2 separate regions of the Ovis aries genome follow, and region 1 is linked to region 2. Evidence: chromatin contacts called from public Hi-C data. All regions are on one chromosome and are shown on one strand. The core of a region is the stretch at or near the end of the contact, and the rest is flanking DNA. Distances in the headings are between cores, read along the strand shown. Region 1 holds the start of CDC27 (cell division cycle 27). Region 2 overlaps MAPT (microtubule associated protein tau).

Region 1 (6,008 bases), core at 13-2,512, 250 kb before region 2:
CAGCATCAGGATCTTTTCAAATGAGTCAGTTCTTCAGATCAGGTGGCCAAAATATTGGAGTTTCAGCTTTAGCATCAGTTGTTCCAATGAATATTCAGGACTGATTTCCTTTAGGTTGGACTGGTTAGATCTCCTTGCAGTCCAAGGGACTCTCAGTAGTCTTCTCCAACAGCACTGTTCAAAAGCATCAATTCTTCCAGGCTCAACTCTCTTTGTGGTCCAACTCTCACATCCATACATGACCACTGGAAAAACCATAGCTTTGATAAAATGGACCTTTGTTGGCAAAGTAATGTCTCTGCTTTTCAATATGCTATCTAGGTTGGTTATAGCTTTTCTTCCAAGGAGCAAGCATCTTTTAATTTCATGGCTGCAATCACCATCTGCAGTGATTTGGAGCCCCCCCAAAATAAAGTCTCTCTCTCAGAGACTTTCTCATCTTAACGCTAATTTCCCTTTCCTCTCTTCTGGATTTTTACATCACTTATAATGGGTATCACATAATATAACATTCTTTGTTACATTACTTTTCCGTTAAACAGACCGTAATCTGAGGAGAGGGGTCAAATTGAATCTTTAAATAGTGGCTGCTGCTGCTGCTGCTAAGTCGCTTCAGTCGTGTCCGACTCTGTGCGACCCCATAGACGGCAGTCCATTAGGCTCCCCCGTCCCTGGGATTCTCCAGGCAAGAACACTGGAGTGGGTTGCCATTTCCTTCTCCAATGATAAAAGTGAAAAGTGAAAGGGAAGTCTTTCCAATTTCCTATTTCCCTTTGAGCCATGAATAAGAGTTCAGGAATGGATAAATGACATAAACTTAACCGACAGACATCTCTTAATTAATTAAAATCAGCCCCAAACTCTTGAGTTTAACCCTCTGCTTAATCCCGCACCAATTAATCCAGCAAGCTTGAACGGCGAATCAAGATTGAAGCCTGGCCACGTAACGCTCCCGGCCGACTCCAGCACGCCACGCCCAGCCTATTGGTTACCGATTGGGCGTGCCCCTGCCCAAGGGCCGACGGGGCGTGGCGTGCGTGAGTGAAGGCGTGATCGAGAAGAGGAACATACGCTTTGGATCACGCTCGGTCGTCTCCGGTACTCCTCGACAACTTCCGGCAACGGTGTTCTCCTCCGCCGATTCACCTCGGGTATTTCCGGTCTCCTTCGGGCCTTTCCGTCTGGCTCCCGCGCGCGTCTCTCCACTTCGGGTTTTTCCGTGTCCCGCTCGGAGGTACTCGGCTCTCGCTCGGCCTCCCCCATCCCCCGGTAACGGTCGCTGGTGAGTTTAAATGAGCCGGGGCTGGCCGGGCCGGAGTCGCTACGGGGGGGGCCTGAGGCACTGCAGAAAGTGGGCCTGAACCTCCAGGATGACGGTGCTGCAGGAACCCGTCCAGGTAATGGTAACCCTCTTCCCTGAGGCTTGGCTCGCAGCCTCGGTCGGGAAGCGGCGTATGGCCACTTCGCGGCCTGGTGCGGCCTAGGCCCTGCTGCTTCTCCCGCTTCACCTGACGCCGGCTCCTGCCAGTCTTCTCGTCAGTTCCGAGGCCTTGCCCGCAGCCTCAGCAGCGTTCCCTCTGGCCCTGCGTTACTTCTTCCCCGGGTGTGAGTGGAGTTCGGCGATAATCCCTCCTTTTCCCTCCGGGCCAATGTCGGGCGAGCCCCTCCTGTCAGCCCAGGGGCTGGGCCCGGGCCCGGGTGAGCGATGAGGGGCCGAAAACTCGCCCCAGGTGCTCTCTTGCCCAAGGATGGTTGGGACGCACATTTGATCAGCGCCTGTACGATCTTCATAATGGTGGGGCAAGTTTGCGGGGCGAGTGTTGGTTTTGTTTTTGTTTTCTAGGAGAAAGTGGAGGGAGGGTAGGATCGGTGTTTTTAATACTGATTTCTGTTTTGCTGACAAACTGTCTAGCCCACGTTGCCTTTCCTCGTTCACTCAGTTTCCCTCCGGACAATGATCTGCGAAGAGAACCCCAAGGCCCAGTGCAGAGGCGCAAGCACCTATACAAGGGGAGGGGTTGGAAACAGCAAATCGGTTTTTTCCATGACCTGTGATGGGGATCAGGAGTGTTTTACTGTGCATGTTTATAAGGCGTTCAGGAAATGAAAGACAAATCATGATTTTTCCATCCATACTACACCAAGGTTTGCTTTGACGCACAGTGCTCTGTTGGCATGTAAGAAAACCCTATTGGATTTTAAGGGTGTGATGCGGTGCCAAGTCATTTCCCCCTCCTGCCATCTGAAGAAACTAAATCTTTTGTCCCTTGGTGATGGACCAGGTCTGGGAGACTTTTTACCCTATCATATGATCTTTGACTTGATTAGAAGAGTTGACCTCTATCAGCTGATGTCATTGAGTCATGCACTTTATTTTGAAAGCAAACCGATTTTAGAAATTGCTTCATGTTACTCTTAAAGACCTGTGATATCAAATAGTAAAATATTTTACTACATCACTCCTTCCATATTTCTTTAATTTTTTTCATCACAGGATGAAATACCAGTTACTCCTAGTTGGCTCTTTCTTTAGCTGTTTACATGTAGCAGCTATTAATTTTTTAATTAGTGTAATGTGGGATTCTGTCTTCTGTACAGAATTGTACCAACAGTTCTGTTTGTACATTATACTGGTGCTTTCAAAGCTGTTTCTTTCCATCCAAATTTACTAGTAAAGAGTCCCTTTTTAATTTTTTTTTTTTGAGACCTAAGGTGAAATTGTAAGTTGCTATCTATACCTTCTAAAATGGATAAGCAGATTACTCAAGTTGTTTAATTTCTGTTTCATGTTTTTGTTATTTTGTCTTAACAATTAATGATACCTTTGCCTTATAGATATGGCTTCTAAGATGATAAACTAGTTTTATGGATAGCCTGTGCATCTGTGGCAAGTCACTTCAGTCGTGTCTGACTCTCTGCGACCCTGTAGACTGTAGCCTGCCAGGCTTCTCTGTCCATGGGATTCTCCAGGCAAGAATACTGGAGTGGGTTGCCATGCCCTCCTCCAGGGGATCTTCCCCATCCAGGAATCAACCCTGTGTCTCTTACATCTCTGGCATTGACAGGCGGGTTCTTTATAACCAGAGCCACCTAATTTGCATAAAAGCATGGAGATAAATATGTAGCCAATTCCTTGATAAAGATATTCCTTCTGTGATAAACACATCAAGTTTTCTGTTTTTCATTAAAGTACTCTTAGCAGTAATGCATTTAGATATTTTTAGGGCTCAAGAGTCAAATTTGTCTACTCCCCACACACAAGCCACTGACAGTGGTAATAAGTTTTAGGATATAATTAGGTGAGAATTTTGGTTCTAATTTTTAGTATAAGAAGCCATTCAAGAAGGGATCTAGAGCAATAGGAGAACAATCAACACTGGCTTTTTAAACTATAATAAGTGATTGCTTGTATTTGTAGAGGAATGAGAGTAAGTTGGAAAGGTGTGTCCTTTTGAGGGTTGTCTCAGGGTTTGAAGTGTTGTTGCTGCTGCTGCTGCTGTTAAGTTGCTTCAGTCGTGTCCGACTCTGTGCGACCCCATAGACGGCAGCCCGCCAGGCTCCGCCGTCCCTGAGATTCTCCAGGCAACACTGGAGTGGGTTGCCATTTCCTTCTCCAAAGCATGAAAGTGAAAAGTGAAAGTGAAGTCGCTCAATTGTGTCCGACTCTTAGTGACCCCGTGGACTGCAGCCCACCAGGCTCTTCCATCCATAGGATTTTCCAGGCAAGAGTACTGGAGTGGGGTGCCATTGTTATTAGGCATAGAAAAAAGTTGAGAGAAAAGATGAGCAACTGAGTTTTTCTTTTTTTTTAAAGCTTAAACATGGAATACTCAGTTTGATATACCATGTAAGCCTAAATATAAGCACTTCTTCCAAATTATCTCTTATAAAAAAGTATTACTTTGAGTCTTCAAAAATCTCTCCTATTATGAGGCAGAAATTCTGTCATTTATTTAATTTTTAAAATAACTATTTGGGAAGGAATAATTGCTAGCCTAAGTGACTTGAATCAGTGCTAATTTGAATGTGTATAAAATCCACCTGATGAAATTGATTTTTAATTTTATATAGATTCATCAATTATTTCTGGGGGGTAAGACATCACGAAAGTGTTGAATGAAGTTGTTAAAAAAAAAAAAAGCCTTGGAAAAATCATCTTAATAAGCAGTATAGTAACTGTTTGCTTTTACACATAATATTGTTTTAGAGATCATTGAATAGTGAAGCGGAGAAGGCAGTGGCACCCCACTCCAGTACTCTTGCCTGGAAAATCCCATGGACGGAGGAGCCTGGTAGGCTGCAGTCCATGGGGTCGCTAAGAGTTGGACACGACTGAAGTGACTTAGCTTAGCTTAGCTTAGCTTAGATAGTGAAGGCAGAGAAGGCAATGGCAACCCACTCCAGTACTCTTGCCTGGAAATCCCACAGACAGAGAAGCCTAGTAGGCTTCAGTCCATGGAGTCTCCAAGAGTCAGACACGACTGAGCGACTTCACTTTCCCTTTTCACTTTCATCCACTGGAGAAGGAAATGGCAACCCACTCTAGTGTTCTTGCCTGGAGAATCTCAGGGATGGTGGAGTTTGGTGGGCTGCCATCTGTGGGGTCGCACAGAGTCAGACACGACTGAAGCGACTTAGCAGCAGCAGCAACAGATAGTGAAGCAATACTCTTGGCTTAGGATAAGAAGTACAGGGACAGCATCTATCACAGATTCAAAGGGTACCATTTTCAAATAACTTAGAATTGAAGATGGTGTATTCAGGAAAATTGTGTTAGATGATTACCCCTCTATATATACATTATAGATGATTACCCCCTATATATACATACACATATATATATATATATATATAGCTAAATTGATAAATCAATACCATTTGACTATTTGGTCTTCATTCAAAAAATGTACTCAGGTTAGCTGAAATACATTTGTTTATGAAATTTTCTTTTAGAAAACAGATTCTCATATTCAGGTACAATACAGTATTTTGAAGACAGTGCTGCATAGTACCTGAACTGAGAGGATGTACTTTGGAGTGGGGAGGTAGAGAAGGAAATCATTACAGATATGTAATAATTCCTTTATGGACTCATGCCCTGATACAGCCTTTGTGCTTATATATAAAGCATGAGACAAATAATCACAAATTAATAAATTGTGAGAAGAACGGTACTCTAAGTAGGGTGTTAGGAGAGAGACCTAATAAGAGGGTCCTGACTTCAGTCAGGTTTGCAGTTAGACCATCAAAGTTCAGAAGCAGCCTCAACGAAATAATCAAATTGGAAAGAATGTTATGCACCTGCTATGTGTCAAGCGCAGATAAAAGACATTCTAAAACATTCTCTAAAAAGGATGTTAGGAAAGTTCCTTTTGAGCAAATAACATTGTAGCTGAGTTCAAAGTTTGAGACACAAACAATTTGAAGAGAATTACAAGCAGAGAAAACAGCATGTGCAAAGTCCCTGAGACATAGTACAACTTGGCATTGGAAGACCTGAAAGAAGGCCAGTGTGGCTGGAGTTGCATACCAATGTAAGGCCATAGTAAGGAGTTCATTTTTCATTCTAAGTGTCGTGGGGAATCACTGATGACTTTTCAGCTGGGGGTTGACATAATCTGATATAGATGTTAAGATCCCTGGCTACTGTATGTGAAAGGTCAGGGAAGAAGGCAAGAATAAATACAGTCTTAAGATGACGGTGCGGTTCAGTTGCTCAGTCGGTCCAACTCTTTGCAACCCCATGAACTGCAGCACGCCAGGCCTCCCTGTCCAACACCAACTCCCGGAGACCACCCAAACTCATGTCTATTGAGTAGGTAATGCCATCCAACCATCTCATCCTCTGTCGTCCCCTTCTCCTGCCCTCAATCTTTCCCAGCATCAGGGTCTTTTCAAATGAGTCAGTTCTTCCCATCAGGTGGCCAAAGTATTGGAGTTTCAACTTCAACATTAGACCCTCCAATGAAAACCCAGAACTGATCTCCTTTAGGATGGACTGGTTGGAT
Region 2 (6,510 bases), core at 1,545-4,044:
ATGGAGAAGCCCTGCTCTGGACTCTCAGGCAGGAGTTAGAATCTAGATCTGGGCTCTCCAAGATGGTAGCCAGTGGCTACTTAAATTTTATTTATTTTTAAATTTTAATTTAATTTTTTTGGCCACACCACACGGCTTGTGGGATCTTAGCTCCCGGATCAGGGAATGAACCTGGGACCGGCAGTGAAAGTGCCAAGACCTAACCTTTGGACCGCCATGGAATTTCTCAAGTTTCATTACATAAAATTGGTTCATTTCCTCAACTGCACCGGCCACATTTCAAATGCTCAACAGCCGCATATGGGGAGTGGCTACCACAGTGAACAGGACAGGTACAGAACGTTTGCACTGTTGCAGGAAGACCTACAGGCAGCACCAATTTCTGCAGGGCATGAGATGGAGAGGGGAAGGGTGCGCATGGAGAGTTCCACACTATCATTTCAGCGGGGACATGGCCAAGACCCAGGAGTCCAATGTTGTAGCTGGAGCAGTGGGTGAAATGTCCCTCCTCTTGGCTGAGGACCAAACTGGGGACCAAATCCACAGAGCCAGTCTTCGGGAGCCAGATCAGGTTCTTCCCCAGCTTCAGAGGCCTTGTGCGCAGCCCGCTTGGAGGGCCGCGGGTCAGAGTTTAGCTCAGCATCTGCCCTCTCTTCTTACTTTGTCTTGGGCATCCTGGTCCCGCTCCAGAGCTACACACAGAGCCACACCTCCCAGGCCCCAGCAAGCTCCACCCCCAACACTCTCCTTGATGGCCCATCCCATCCATCCTTCCCAGCCACTTCCGGAGAAGGCCCCGCCCCGGCCGGCCCCACCCCCTGACCACCCCGCCCCGTCTTGCCTTCTACAAGAGCTACCTGGCTTATGATGGATGTTGCCTAATGAGCCACACTTGGAGGTCACCTTACTCAGATCCACTGGTTTGTAGACTATTTGCACCTGGAGGGGAGAGAGAACGAGAGAGAGTAAAACAGGATTGATTTTGCTGGGAGTGAAACAATGAAAATCAGCAGGCCCTGCTCGGACAGCATTTCCGGTCTGCCACGAGGAACTAGCATGGAAGGGAAAATGTGTTGGAATTCTGCCAAGCCTGCCCTGGGAGTGAAATAAACGGAGTGCCTTCGATCCCATAGGACAAGGACCCTCAGAGAAATACAGGGCTACCGCTCCATTGGGCACTGGTTTGGCAAACACACGTGAAAAGGTCATTATCTTTCCTGACATGAAATCGACAGATCGCATTCAGTGACGACAGAAAGAAAGAAGGGGTCCGTGTGTGCGGCAGCTGAAAAATCTTGGCAAAGCAAGATAGCCGTGTCTGCTGGGCCTCTGAGAGCAGAGGGCGGGGTGGGGTGGTTAGGAGCACCTTCTCCCAGGAGAAGCTTCACGAACCCCAGGCACCCCAGAGCAGAACAACGATGGTCAGCGAGCGGGGAAGAGCACTTCGGCGACCCGGGAAGGGTGAAGCGCCAAGCTGCGCCTGGGCACACAGCGTCCTGGACAGTTAGGCTCTTTACCGAAAAGAGCAAAGCAACACGAGCAGGACAGTCAGGCGGCACAGCAGGAATCACGGGTTTAGTGTCTCAAGGAGACTCAGCAGACGCACGCGGGGAGGCCTAAGGGCCCCAGGGCTCAGAGCCGGCCTGAGGGTCCAGCATGTGGCCCAGCCACACAGCCACCCCCCAGCCGCCTGGAGGAGACACCCCCACAGGGACCCAGCTTCAGCAGAGGGGGTCTCCTTGAGGAAGTCTGCACAAAACCATGACTGTTGGGGCCCCTGATGGTCACGGGGTGACACGTCCCTTGTGTGAGGTCACCTGAGGACACAGGCCAATCACCACTGAGCCAGTGGGCTCCTGCTCCCCGCCCTGGAGTTACCTGGAGAGAGGAATGGCCTCGTGCCCGAGAATGGGTTTAACAAGCACATCAAAGAGGAGTTTTTACTTAGGTCTAAATCATCTGGAATAACCCCAAATTACGTTAATCAAAATCATGTTGGCATTTGTCGATTACTGGCAGAGTTGATGGAGGCTGACCAGGGGACGCGGCCTGTGTGCCTAGGTGTGGGGAGGGAGGTGCGGGGAGCCCGCGCCTGTGGGGGTGGGTGGGTTAATGAGGGGTTCTGAGCCTGCGCTCCAGGTGGGGTGCTGGAGTTGGGGAGACAGGGAGCTGTGGAAACTAGCCCCTTTCCTCGCAGGAGCAAGATAGCAAAGGCTGGTGTGTGCGAGGCTTCCCTCTCCTCTTTTCAGCCTCAGTTTGGTGGGGGGGGTTGGGGGGGGTGAAGGCGTAATCAGTTGCGGAGGAGGAGGGTGGCGCTGTGTAGAAGGGAGAGCCTGGATTGGCCGGGAGGAAAGGGGGAAGGCATGATGGAGGGGGAGGGAAGGGGAGGGGAGAGAAATGGGGGAGGGCGGGGGAGCCACGACAGGGAGGGCTCAGGCGGTTGAGGCTGGGGAGGGAGGAAGCCAGGCTCCGGAGTGAAGCCGGGAGTCAATAAGGAGGCAGGGAGAACCGCGGGAAGGAGCAGGGCCTGCCTGCTGGGGAGTTACATCCAAGCTGAGGAGGGGCTCCCTGCCAGGCCAGGGGCCCACAGCCCCCCAAGCGCTTGAGGCTGACATTGCGCAGGGACTTATCACCCTCAGCCACCTTTCACCAGAAGAAGAGCTATGGCAGCTCCTACTGCAGCGGTCACGAGCCAACATCTTGTGGCTCTCTGCCGGGTCCCAGGCTAGTCCGCCGGCCCACAGAGTGCAGGACAGACGGGAGGTTCTCCTGGGGAAGTCCCTCGAGGTCTTAGGCACTGCCCTCCCAGCAGCTGGCATGTACCCCCTCCCCCAAGCTTCCGCTGGAAACTGCGGTCTGCTGACTGCGGCCGCTGGACCCCACGCCTCCAGCCCCAGCAGCACAACCTCCCATCAGCCGACCAGACACGAGTTAAACCGGAAAACACATGTCTTTCCTGCTCTGGCTGAAGCCCGCTTTCGGCAGGGAAGCCAGGAGTCAAAGCTAAAACAGCAATGTCACCCAGAGCCCGTGGTCAGGCTGGCAGCGGGTGCAGGTGGGCCCCACCCCTTCTCTTGGTAGAAGACAAGGTGGCAGTGGGACAGGAGAGCAGGGACGGGGGGCACTGGGCAGGGGGGACACTGAGCAGACACTGGTGAGGGAAGCGTTAGTGAAGCACCATGCAGCAGCCTCGGGGTGAGTGCCCACCACTCCCGGGGCCACTCGCAGAGCCCGCCCCGGGTGCCCAGGGCGGGAGGCAGCAGCACATTGCAAGAATAAACCCTCAGGTCTGGATGTGGATGATGTATGGGTAGAGGCTGGGTACTTTCTGGACAAAGCACACCCCCCAGGGCTTCCACTGTCCTATAAACCACCCTCTCCCCAGCGCTGCCAGCTGGGGACCAGATGCCTGCTCTCACAAGCCATCCTTTTCCCGAGGGGTGGACGTCAAAGGGGCTTGAATCTCCTGCTCCCCAGAGTGTTTCAACATTTGCCTATGGCGGACCAAGAGAGGCTGGCGGAGCAAGAGGGCTGTGGAGAAGGGGGGCCGAGCCTCAGGATGCCGAATCTGCACCTAGTTTGGTCACTTGGAAGATCCCGCCAGAGCTGATCAAGTGGGCAGGCAAGAATGAGGATGCCAGCCCCAAATCTCAGGGATGCATCCAGTGGGGCCGCAGGGAGTCCCCAGGGACACCTGGAGGCAGCCAAATGTCAAAGGGCTCCAAGCAGCATTTCTGTCCCCCCTCAGCTGCGGGCCGCTCCCTGTACTTCTGTTGGGTTCTTTCGCATCTGGAGCTTCCGCCAGGGGTGGAACTGTTTTCCAACAAGAGCCAAGAGGCTTACGAATCAGCTCATCCCTCGCAGACCTGCAGAAGACAAACGGGAGCAGAACCTGGCGGCCTCTGCTTGTCCCGAGGCAGGACTGTAAAGACCTTGGTGTGGCCCAGCTGTTCCCAGTGGAGCCCCTTAAAGTGAACCTACCCAGGTGATGGAGGAGGTGGTGTCAGAGCCCAGTCTCAGGTGCCACCACCTTCAGCTCTAACTCACATGGGCTGTGGGGCTCCCCGTGACCGGGCGCGACAATGGGGCTGGGAGGACCCCGCTTCCAGGAAAGGGTCAGAGGACCAGTCACTCGATCTGCCCATGCAACAGGGCACCCCTCCTGGACCTGTGGGTGAGGGGCGTCTGGGCTGCATTTACTTGGGGACCTGGTAGACTCTGCACCTGAGCATGGTTTATTCTATGCAATGTCTCGCAAGTACAAACACTCATGCCACTTCTCAAACCCGGAACCACAGCTGGAAAGTGTGACGGTACTCACACTGCCGCCTCCTGGCACGTGTTTGATATTATCCTTTGAGCCACACTTGGACTGGACGTTGCTAAGATCCAGCTTCTTATTAATTATCTGCACCTTTGACAGCCAGAAAAAAGGATGAGTGACACACCACACCCAGACGTGTCTGCCCGCACAAACACACTCGCTGCCTGGCTGTAGGCCTGGGGAGAGGAGGGCAGGCTGATTCACACCTCCCTGGGGAGCATTCCAGAACTGTGAGTGGTTGGAGATGGACCCCACCTTACAGCCCTGGGCTTACAAAACAGATCATCAGAAGTGGCTCTTCCCTTTCCAGGAGGATTGCAGTAGGGCGGCCTCCCCGGTCAGAGAGCACCTCGGAGGTGGGGGTCCACCAGGTTGAGATGGAGCAAATGCTCAGTTACATTATTAAATGAATAAATAAAAGGTCCTCACTGTGGCCTCACTCACACACCTACCAGACCCATCTGAACATGCACCAAGACCTTTACCTGGCTGTTCTCGAGTCTGTAGGCACTGCAATCTCCTGCAGGTATATTGTTAAAATCCCAGATCCCACTCCTGACCTTAGACTCTCGGGCTTCCGAAAAGCTCCCCTGGTGTTTCATTCCTGTTCAAGAATCCCTGACTTCATGAGGAGGGCACGGGTAGATTTATGGAGAAGGTAAATCCAGACCCCTTCAGGGAAGGCCTGTGTCTCTTGGGAAGGCACGATGAGTGCCCGCCCTTCCATCCATCGGCTGGTCCTCGGCCATGAACCCCCAGGCGCTCAGAGGGAACAGGGCTCCCAGGCACCCTTCCCTAAGTTTCCCTGAGCAGGTGTGGGGATGGTAGAGACCATACTGTTTTTCTGCGAGGCTCCCTTTTTTCCAGGTCCCACGGAAAAAAGTGTGAGGATATTAACATTAGGCGGGGCGGGGGGGGGGCAGATTTTTATCCCATTGTCTGTGTACGAATACATAGAGGAGGCGAGCTGAACTCCACGATTTGTCTTCGAGAGCATGGTGATCCATCATCACCAGGGGTCCCTCATCAGGAGGCTCAGTATTCAAAAACAGGAGGCCTTAGTTTTTATCGATCACAGGTATGAACAACTGCCAACTAAAGTTCCCAATGAAGTACCAGCACACCCTCTAAAATTCTGGAAAAGTGGCAGTTGCTGCTGGGGGGCCCACTAACCCTGAGGCCGGGGGTGGTCAGAGCCCGGGCCTGCCTTATCTCAGGAGAAGGGTTCCGAATCTGACCCTAGAGCCGGCCATCAGGGGTCCACAGGTCCTCAGCCAATGGAGGAAATAAGGACGTGATAGCAAAAGTTATCCATCCTACCATTTTGATATTAAAATGACCTTTTCCTCCAGTAAGATTTTAAAAATGACTTTCCCTTCATTAAATTGTTAATTATTAAATTACATTGGTAATAGATAATATTTATTTTTAGTATCATTAACCTGACAAGCTAAATACAGTAATTTTCTCTTAGGCTCCATCCCTGTTTTTTCCCTTAATTTCATTGATCTGGATTGAAAAACCTGGGAAATACATATCTAACCCACCTCTTTGTTTTCTTGTATGTTCCTTTAAAGTAAAAAGCTGTGTATGTTTTTCATTAAGTAATAAAACTATGTTCTTGAAAAACAGAGGTTCAAGAAAAGTTTTCTGGCTACTCTAACACAACCACTACTGCATTTTCTTATACTCTTGAACTCTCATATATAAAAATAAAACTGCCACTGTAGACACATAAATATATGCCTATATATTTTATATCTGTCTTTACCAAGTATTTGCCATGTTCTACAGTCATCAGAAGCATTTTTAAAATGTCCTTTTCCCTTTTGTGTTATCTATGCTATCAGATATTTATATTGATTTCATGTTAAATAATACAAACAGCCTCACCATGGACCTTGTTCTACAAGGAGTTTTTCCCATTTTGCGGATTATTTGCATAGCACAAAGTCCCAGAAATACAATTTCTGGGCCAAAGTTATAAATACTGTAAAAACCCCACACACAATCCTCCAAATGGCTTTTTAAAGGGTCAGATTAATTTCTCCTGTGAGCACTGGTGAGACAGTTTCACTATATTGCCACTAGCATTGTGCAATTAAAAGAAATTGTTTTTATTTCCTTGATTAAAATAAATAGATTTGTATTGTTGGCTTATTCTGCATTTTCTTTATTATTAAAAT

Evidence for each region. Hi-C and Micro-C count contacts between places; a contact is called where the count stands out from the background.
Region 1: a Hi-C map of hypothalamus shows a contact between it and region 2, with 4 times the contacts expected there. The contact joins the promoter of CDC27 here to the enhancer-like site in region 2. A contact is called at or near these places in 6 of 16 Hi-C or Micro-C datasets (hypothalamus, liver, muscle and 2 more).

What each region holds. Positions count from the first base shown.
Region 1 is chr11:45,983,489-45,989,496 of ARS-UI_Ramb_v3.0, reverse strand. CDC27 (cell division cycle 27) reads left to right here and starts at 1,262. Exons shown (of 18, transcript XM_060395748.1): 1 at 1,262-1,397. The coding sequence starts at 1,371.
Region 2 is chr11:45,730,630-45,737,139 of ARS-UI_Ramb_v3.0, reverse strand. MAPT (microtubule associated protein tau) reads right to left here. Exons shown (of 9, transcript XM_042256134.2): 7 at 858-939. Among named protein-coding and RNA genes, the nearest start is that of MAPT, 110 kb to the right of the region's middle. Within about 2 kb of position 2,794, at least 23 of the 54 cell types and tissues checked have an H3K27ac peak or open chromatin away from gene starts, as enhancers often do. A contact at or near this core is called in hypothalamus, liver and tail adipose tissue, where this site is marked.